Regions from separate parts of the Xenopus laevis genome. Here region 1 is linked to region 2. A link is a contact called in public Hi-C data. All regions are on one chromosome and are shown on one strand. Each heading gives the region's core, a stretch centred on a gene start, on an enhancer-like site or on the middle of the called end of the contact. The rest is flanking DNA. Distances are from core to core; before and after follow the strand shown. Region 1 has its middle 62 kb from the start of cdc42.L. Region 2 has its middle 77 kb from the start of wnt4.L.

Region 1 (4,766 bases), core at 1,895-4,394, 190 kb before region 2:
TGACGATGAGCAGCCCCCTACCTGTAATATATCACAACCTGTATGTGATTGGGAGAGACAATGACATTTAGTGTGGAATCTGCCCTATTAAAGTTTTAATCCCCCTCATAGCCAGTGATAGCAGAGTAAGGGGACTACCAGGACTGCCATCAGAAATCACAGGGCCCCATACAACAAAATTTTCTGGGCCCTCTGGGCTGCGCCCACCGCAAGCCCCACCTACAGGTCCGCACTTCCCACCCCACAGGTCCGCCCCCATCACACAGTAAAAAAACAAAAAAAATATTGGTGGCTAGGGTTCCCACATGTTAATAAAAAATAAAAAGATATTGGTGGTCAGGGCCCCCATAAAAAAACATTTGCGGCCTGGGCCCCCCCATTAAAAAATATTGGTGGCTAAGACCTCACATGAGAAAAAAAATTGGTGGCCAAAATTGGTGGCCAGGCCCCCCCCCCATTATAAGAAATTTGGTGGCCAGGGCCCCTTAAACGTCCATGCCTTCCTGAAGTCAGCAGCTCTCAGAAAGATGGGGGGCCCAGCTAATCAAGTAAGTGTGGCGTGGCCGGGCCCCCCTTACCCTCGGGGCCCCCTACAACTGTCCCTGTCCCCCCTTGATGGCTGCCCTGGGGACTACTGTATAGTTTGTGAATGCCTCAACCCTCTCTGAACTCGATGAGGGACATACACCTAATTAAGCATGTTGTGCTAAATCACTCCTGGATTTTATTTTGTTGATTTTCTTCATCTCTTCAGTGACTTTGTGCTGCCTTCCCAAAAATGCCATCATTATCTCTGAAAACCACATAGTTTTGTGACATTTTATGTTGTGTAATATTTATGATTGTTTGTTGACATGTGTGGTAATGTCATGTTTTTGTTTCGACTAGTAATGGTTTGTCAATGCATATAAACATTGCACAAAACAAGCTGCATAAAAAGTGGGTGAAAACTGAAGTTCCCAAACATGGGCATCTGCAGAAATGGACTACACATTTTTTAACTCCTTAGGCAGGCATATTTTAACTGGGCTATCATACCAAGGACATAGTAAATAAAGTACCCCCTATTGTAAAATAAAAGGATATTATAAGTTACCCAGGAGTTCCATGACAATATAAAAGCACAAGGCCTTCCCTCCCTGTCTTTTCTTTTTCTTTTCCCTAGATATACTCACTTTTTTTCACTTTTATGTATCCTGTACATTCCTGCCCCCAGCAGCTGGAGCCTTCAGCCTGTGTGCCCATAGCCTAAAGTTCAATTCCCTGAAATTTCAGTCTCTAAAAATGCCCTGCTGTCTTGAACACTGATCAACTCGCAGCAGAAACATTGTTATAACAACCACCCATCAGTGTATTATTACCCGCAATTTCCTTGTGCACCTAAATCCTCAGCTGCCAAGCATACTTGCTCATTATTTTCTAATGTTGGCAACTCTGTACTCAAGGCAAACAACCTGAAACAAACACAATGCACAGTGCTGGAAAAAGATATTTAGGGTTTCCACCTGGCCAGTATTTTACCAGCCAAGCCGGTCAAACCTATGCCAAGGCCAGGGCCAGTATTACAAATATACCAACAATGTAGCTGGTCTGCCCATTAAATCCCTGATCCACCCTAATGCCTTTTTTTTTGTCTATCTGTGAAGAATCCATCAGCAACACCTGGTTACCTCACTGTTCCGCCCAAATGCATCATCCCTCTGCCTACTGACATTATTGATCCATCCACCACCGTCATCGATCTGCCCATCAATGTCACCGATCTGCCCATCTGTCATCTGGAGCTCCCTTTTTCCACTGGTAAGTTTAATTTTAATAGTCACTCACTAACCCCAAAGTTATCTGATTTTTACATTGTACTTCCAGGTCCTTAAAACTAGTGGAACTTGTGGTTCTCACATGAACATATTTATCTAACCTGCGAGCAATTTAAAAAAGAAATGTTGTTGGAGTGGAGTTATCAAATTTACAAGAGCCTTTCTGCAATTTGTAAATATGGCGATTTTGTACACAGTGAAATGGTCATTCCAGAACTCCACTTTAGTGAGTGAATTTGTAGCACCAAATTTCTCCATACAAATCAGACAACTAAAGCTGACCATACACTGATCTGCTGCTTTAGACAGTTATGTTCAATCATTAGTCCAGACTCCAAGGCCAAATAATCAGAGCAGCCTGATTTGGCCTTGCACATAGGTGATCATATCAGGGAGAGATCTGCACAGGTAGATTTTAATGTGTATGGTGAGCCTCGCCTTGACGGCCATACAAGCCTGCCAGGATGAGAACTGCATCAGCTTGTCAATTTTCAAACTGGCCTGATCGACTTCTGGCAGATTTTGGTCAAGTTGGCCCGTAAGGGCCTATACACGGGTCCATCTGCAGCTTTTACGGCCAGTGTATGGCCTCCATAAAGGGATTGTTCAAATTTAACTTAACTTTAAAAATGATGTAGAGAGTGATATTCTGACACATTATACAGTTGTGCTCCACATTTTATTATGCCTGTTTTCTTATTATTTAGGTTTTCTTATTATTTAATTTATGCCTGTTTTCTTAATATTTAGGATTTTTGCCCTAGCAACCAAGCAGTGGTGTGAGTGTGAGACTGGAAGGTTCATAGGAAAGGCCTGAATAGAAAGATAAATAATAAAGTGTAACAATAACAATACAAGTGTAGCCTCACAGAGCAATTGTTTTTTTTTTGGGTCAGTGACTCCAATATAAAAGCTGGAAAGAGTCACAAGAAGAAAGAGGCAAATCATTCAAAATACTATGGAAACTAAAAATAAACATTGACTTAAAGGCTAATCACCCCTTTAGGGTTGGGGCAGACGACAGATTCAGGAGATTTAGTTGCCTGTGATTCAGTCGCCTGCCTTTCTCGTGAGGCAACTTTTGGCGACTTCAGAAATCGAAGCGCCGCAAGTGCATTAGCGCTGGCGATTCTTCAGATTTTCGCCGCGCAGAAAAGGCGATTAGTCGCCAGGCGACTAAATCTCCCCGAATCTGCTCGTCTGCTGAGTTAAAACAGAGTCGAGTGAATTTTTTTTTTATGGAGTTCAGACAATTGTAAATTTGGCTTTTAGGGTAGAACTCCACGAGCGATTTTAAGTGCGATAGTTTCCATTCCGACGTGCGGAGATGAATTGCAGGCGTCACGTCGGATTTGCAAAATCCAAGGGAATGTCGGACGTTATCGCTGCGTGCATTCAACACGACACGACTGTCGGATGTAAACACCGCATCTTGCACGCAGCGACAACGTGTGACATTCCTATTACTTACCTTCGATTCTGCACATCCGATGTAATGCTTGCGATTCATCTCAGCACGTCGGAATGGAAGCTATCGCACGTAATATCGCCCATGGAGTTCTACCCTTTATTAGGGATACAGCAAATCCGATATTCGCTTTCTGATTCGGCCAAACACAAATTGCGTGTGCTCTTCACTCCCTCAACATGTATTTCTGCCAGCAATTTCCATCAGGCATGCAGGGCCGGATTTACATAGTGGGCACCCCTAGGCCCGCTGCCGTTCATCACCCCTGTCCCCTCCCCTTCATCCATGCACATGCACAAATTTTCATCATCAGGTCGGGAACACTGGGGATTGGTGCACAGGATATTAAAAAAACTATTGTATCTCATGAGCAGCACTAGAGCATCCAAACCAATGTGGATGTGGTTGGGCAGCATGCCTACCCCCTAAAATCCTGCCGCCCTAGGCCCGAGCCTTGATGGCCTTTCCACAAATCTGGGCCTGCAGGCATTAGGGTTTGAATTTGGTTCGGTATTCAGCTGAATCCATTCCCTAGGATTCAGGAAAAAGAGGTGCATTCTTACCTGTAATGATTTAATGGTGTAAACAAACATTTTGCCTAATATTAGTGTTGATACCACTTTTGTGAATTTCCCCCTTGTGTCCTCCCAGTGGACCCCATCAGCCTAGGTTGTTGGGTGTCAAATTTGTGTATCTGCAGGTTGCCCCCAGCTAACAGACGTTGGGGCTGTTGCAGTTCATTAACATCTCAGTTAGATCTTGACCAATCTTCCAATGTTCACCTTTGTGGCCTAGTGAGACATTATTTCAGGGGACTGCCGTGGCCAGAACATTTCCTGAGTGAAACCGCACACCTGTTTAACTCTTTCACTGAGAATGGCACCTGTTCCCTGTATCTCAGTAGTCCTGAAAAACTTAAAGCAGCAAATGATAACATTTCCCTCTCCCCACCCCCTATAGAACATGACTGCAGTCTATTTCTAGAAGACCTGCACTTGCAAGGTAATTAGCAGTTCAGCTGAACTAATTCCCTATCCCCCAGCTCCAAGACAAACAGCATGTGCTGGCTCTCACTACATACCTATACACACACTCACCTCTATGTTTGCAAAGTGCCAAGGAGACCTTGCCAAAAAAAACACAAATAGCGAAATGCTTCTTCAGGTTAAGAGGCAAGGCTGGAGGCTTGGAGCTGCCCAGCATTTGCACACTAGCGGCCACTCATCAGCAGCTAAAAAGAGAACCTCTGTTCTGAGTTTGTAGGCTGAAAAAAATGGAAGAAAATACCATTAACAAAGGTATCTTGTATTAAGCTGCAGTCCCAGAGGAGGTGAGGGCTAGGGGAAAGATGAGATAGACGGGAAGACCTTGCGAGGTGGAGGAAGTTACAATCAGTGGTCTCTTATGAATGAGGAAATAAAATAGGTTTACCTTTCGAAGGTTATTTTACATGATGTAAGTTAAAAATAACAGCTGCATTT
Region 2 (4,881 bases), core at 1,280-3,779:
TTATAAGGTTTCCTGCTGGATTCAGTTTGAAGTCATTACTTCTTAATTGTCAACTCCATTTTAAAATATATATATATATATATATAAACTGTATATATATATATATATATATATATATATATATATATATATATATTTATTTATTTAAAATGTATATACAGTATATCAGTTGTAAAAAAATTACAAAAAAAACTTGCCAAATCCTTCTCCAAAACCTTTGCTGTAATTATGGCTATAAAGGGATAAAAATAAATGCTCAGTAAAATAACAGGAATAACTTCTGAATGGCTCATTAGATGAAAGAAATCAATTATTTGGTTAATCTACAGGTGCAGATTTATATTTTTCCGACTAATTCTTCTGCCTCATTGGCGATGTTGCCACCTTTGCAATGGATTTTAACAATTTAACTAGGCTCTGTGAATTCCAAATTGTTGAGGGGAAAAATAGTATGTAAAAAGGGGGAACAGCAGGCAGTTTTTATCCTGAGTAAGAGTTAGAGTTCTTAGTAATAATCCCTTTATGTTACCCATGGGACAACAAGAAGTCAGCACACATTAACCCTGATGTTGTAGTGGCTCCCTATGGAGGAAATGTATATGTGTTCAGCTTAGGTATGCTAAATAGAACTTTCAATTATTGTTTGACCTTAAAATTGCCCTAGACAACCGATTTATGCTGAAAAAAAAAAAGAAATTTCATTTAATAACAACTATTAGCCGCAAGAAACCCAAAGCAGTGATACATTCTAGAATGACTAAACTATTGATTTGGCTTCAACACACAGACAAGTACAAAGCATGAAACTTTATAAATTAAAACAAACGCCCCAAAGTGTCAAAACAGTTAGATTAATTTCCCTGCTGATAAATTCTTCGAAGGAATGAAAAGTGTTTTATGAACATTTATGAAGCTGATACTATTCATTTATAATATACATCTTGACTATACCTCTATAGTTATATCCATTGTAATTGAGAGTTAATGCTTTATTGGTTTTATAATAAATGATATTTGTCTAGGACATTTTAAACAGCTAAAAGAAAATGGTAACAGTTTTACTTTATGTAATTAAGCTGTAAAAAATCACAATACATGTTGTCAAATATTCTCAGGAGTAGGTTAATAGAAAGTAAATTAGTGTTGCTGCATAATTAATATAATTGCAGTGGAATCCAGGCAGAAAAATTAATGTATTGTTTGAGGCCAGATGTCAGCTAGATAAATATAAAGCAGTTTTTTTTGTCCTTGTAGCAATTTGTTAAATACAGTCTGACTGTACATTTTGCAGCCTATTAATCTATCGTTTATAGCTCTATCTTTAAAGAGTATGATCACCTTTTCTGAAACACTTTGGTGGCTTTTGAAGAAGTGGAAATTGAGTCTTTAACAACAATCGCGATGCACTAAAAGGGATTTAAGATCAGTAGCCTCCCTTTATTCTTAACTCCTTTATCCACGCTGCCAAATCCGTAACTGTCTACCCACCCACAGCTGGCTGTCTCTTAAGTGTATTCACATTCCCCCATAAAATCTCTCTGAATTGTTTGGAATTGAAAATCCTATTAGTCTTAAATTAATTGCCATTTCTTGAGGAGCACCGGGTTGGAACTGCAGGCTGAGACCTGCAATAATTAACTGGGAAAAGGTTACTGAAGAGAAAAGATGCAGATCTCATGCTGGGCTTTAGTCTACAGATCTATTTCCTCCTCCTCTTCTCTACAGTTTTTATTATCTTATCAAGCCTATCCTCCTTTACTGACCATTCCTTTATCTGCCAGGCAAGAGACCAGGGGTCTTTGAACCCTGAAATGTAATTCTTCACAGAATTCACGAGGCTGATTAAGTTCATTCTACAGGAAATCAAGGGGTCCTAAAAAGGAACGTTTTAACAAATAAAACTGCAGTTCTAAAGTAAATTCTGTATAGGGACATCAGGAAAAGTGTTTTAAAAACTGATTTAACTTAAGTTTTATCCTGGCCCCTATTCCCATTTTGTTATACATATAGCGAGAGGAGTCAATTTCATTTGACTGGATACTGGATCTGCACCTATATCACGAGGCAAAGGATTCCACTGTATGTGTTCATGTAAAACATGGTATGAAACAGGAGCCATCTAGGGTCTGGAGATTTGGTTTATTAGTATGTGTATATAGTATACATTCTAAAATGGATCCATGCTTTCAGAATATTATGTAGGCAGAACTAAAAGTCCAACTATAATTTCTAGCAGTGCATCCCTTTCTATCATGTACTGTAGCATCTGGCTTAAAAGATTTAAATCAAATCTAAAAAGATTTGGAACGAATGGGAATTGAAAGCATTTACTAAACTGTAACATTACCATTCTTAAAGAAAAAAGCATAGCAAACTGCAGCAGTTTTGCGCCAATGTATCCATCTGCTTCACTTGCTCAGTGGTGCCTATTGTCCTAAACATTATGTGGCTCGCAGAAGCATTTGTCTGGAAAACAAAAACAACAATCATGCTGCCAGCATCCAGATTACTGAGGGACATCCATCACATTGTATTGAGCAGGTTCTATTGAATCATGTGCAACCCCTGGGTTCCCGCTTATATCTGCTGTAAGAGTCTGAAACTGAGGCCTGGGACTTTCTCTGCAAGACTTGTGCATTTAAATGAACTGCTATGCATTACAACTAAATTAGCACACAATGATGTCCCTCTCTCTGCCTTGGCTGCTGATCTTTTGGTAAATCGGTTTACTTGCTCTTATATAAAATCAACTTAACATCAAAGTATCCCATACCTACATTAGCCACGCTTATACTCAGTGGCATTCCCATGCCAATTATACTGATTCAGGCATCTGTAGTTTATAAGCTTCTTCTGTGGAGGCATGTTTGTTGGGTTTTCTTATGATTCCAGTCTCCTATGTGCAAAAATTGTCATCAGTTTGGACAGAATTTAGTGTCTTTGTTAGAATATATGTACAACAAGTGCCTGGTGCCAAATATCTACCATAGATTCAGGGCAGACATTTGATGAAATTGGTACAGTGCCTGGCCATGCAAGAAGTGTCATAGTGAAGATGCTGTGAAACCAGGAACACACTGTGTATTTGAATTACTGTTACACTCTATTTATTTGGAGCCAACACATTATTTAGCAGTATTTTATGTTATTATACATCATTTCAATCAGTCCAGTCAGTTTTACTAGGAGCCAGTTAACATTTCTGCATGTTTTTGGAGTGTGGGGGGGAAACCAGTGCAGAAACAGGGAGACCATACAAACTCCATGCAAATTCTTCACTGGATGGAATTGAAATCAGGACTCCATTGTGCGACCACTTTGCCCATGCATTGAATCCATAGCATTCAGCTGCTGCCAAGCCTTGCAAAAAAAACATAAACATAAAATATGTGTTACTGTATTTAATAAAAAATAATGTAAGGATAACAGGGGTAAATCATCCTACTATATCGTGAAAAGGCTTTGGGAGTTTACATAAAATCTTCTGACCTTGTGCTCGTATAAAAGCAGTACAGTTCATTGACCGCAAAGAGTTCCCTGAAGGTGGCACTACAGCATAAAATACTGTATTTCTACGTTTTTACTATTTAAGGTACTGAAATTGTTTGAGTAATGGAATACCATACCTCTCAAGAAAATGGCGCCTAGCTTCATGCGTTAACGCTACAAAAGAAACGCTGGAATTGAGCCTATAATAATATTGCTTGCATTATGTTGCCACAGAAAGATATGTCCAAAGGAAAGTATAACAATATTACAACCCAGAGGCTTACAATTAAATCTTTTAAAAACACTAATTTTACCTGACTCTGCACAGATACGTCCTGTCTAAAGGTGGCCATAGACTTAACAATTACGATCTTTCTTGGAAAAGATCTTTCCAAGACAGATAGTTTGTTTCAATACACACGTGTAGAGCTCAATCGTCAGATATACAGGTAGAAACAATAGAATTCTACCTGTATCTGACGATTCAGCACTTAAAACAATGGTCAATGTTTGGGTGCCTTCAAAGATGCACAATTAAAATTTTCCGTCCAGCCCAATCAATGAACCGACCAAGTCCAAGTAGGCTCTTTTCCCACCATACACGCATCGAATATCATACGAAAATTTTTCCGTACGATATTATCTGTGCATCTATGGCCACCTTAAGCAGAAATGAGCATGTGGCAGCACTTACAGATTGACAGTACATCAGATCCCACCTCTGTTCTCTCTGTTGTGAGCCCACATGTGTCCCAGGATATTGCAATACCCCTATTTTTCATTTTCTCTTGGTATTCCCTTCTCTCCCATTCCCATTTTAGTGTGCTGCTTTCCTCTCATATTTGCCCGCGTTTTTTCATTCAGGTGTCCAAACACACTTCTTGGACTTGGGTATTTTGGCACCATGTGCAATTGCTCTCCGACAGTCTATTGGGATGAATTGTGTCAACTGATGCAGAGGAAGGCTGGAGTTATCACCAGTTTGAATGTGCCGGTAGCTTCAAGTTTCCCACTGTACCAGTGTCAACGCACACAGCGTATTTGTGCCTGAAGAATTGTGCTCAGGGGGCATTGGGTGCTAAGGACCAGAAATGATGACATTCAAATGTAGACAACTGTGGCTGATTCGTGTTAAAGCACAAAAGCAATCAAAAGAGTTTTGAATCTGACACAATTGTGTGAAATTAAACTCCCCCTTGCAACTGCAATTACGTTTGAACTATGGGGGGGGCACTGCATTGTTGGTAAAAACCCATGGTGAATTACATCCAAAATTGCACATTGCACATTGCACTTGCTGTCATAAATTACCCTGTGCCTTATAATTATCTAATATTTCCATAGATTTTGACATATCCCACACAAGTCACAGTGTACAGTTTTCTCACTGCA

Evidence for each region. A called contact is a pair of places that touch in the nucleus more often than the background predicts.
Region 1: a contact with region 2 is called in a Hi-C map of the XTC cell line, with 3 times the contacts expected there. The contact joins two enhancer-like sites. A contact is called at or near these places in 2 of 4 Hi-C or Micro-C datasets (the XL177 cell line and the XTC cell line).

What each region holds. Positions count from the first base shown.
Region 1 is chr7L:98,292,074-98,296,839 of Xenopus_laevis_v10.1, reverse strand. No RefSeq gene overlaps it. Among protein-coding and RNA genes, the nearest start is that of cdc42.L, 62 kb to the left of the region's middle. Within about 2 kb of position 3,144, at least 1 of the 7 cell types and tissues checked has an H3K27ac peak or open chromatin away from gene starts, as enhancers often do.
Region 2 is chr7L:98,097,864-98,102,744 of Xenopus_laevis_v10.1, reverse strand. No RefSeq gene overlaps it. Among protein-coding and RNA genes, the nearest start is that of wnt4.L, 77 kb to the left of the region's middle. Within about 2 kb of position 2,529, at least 1 of the 7 cell types and tissues checked has an H3K27ac peak or open chromatin away from gene starts, as enhancers often do.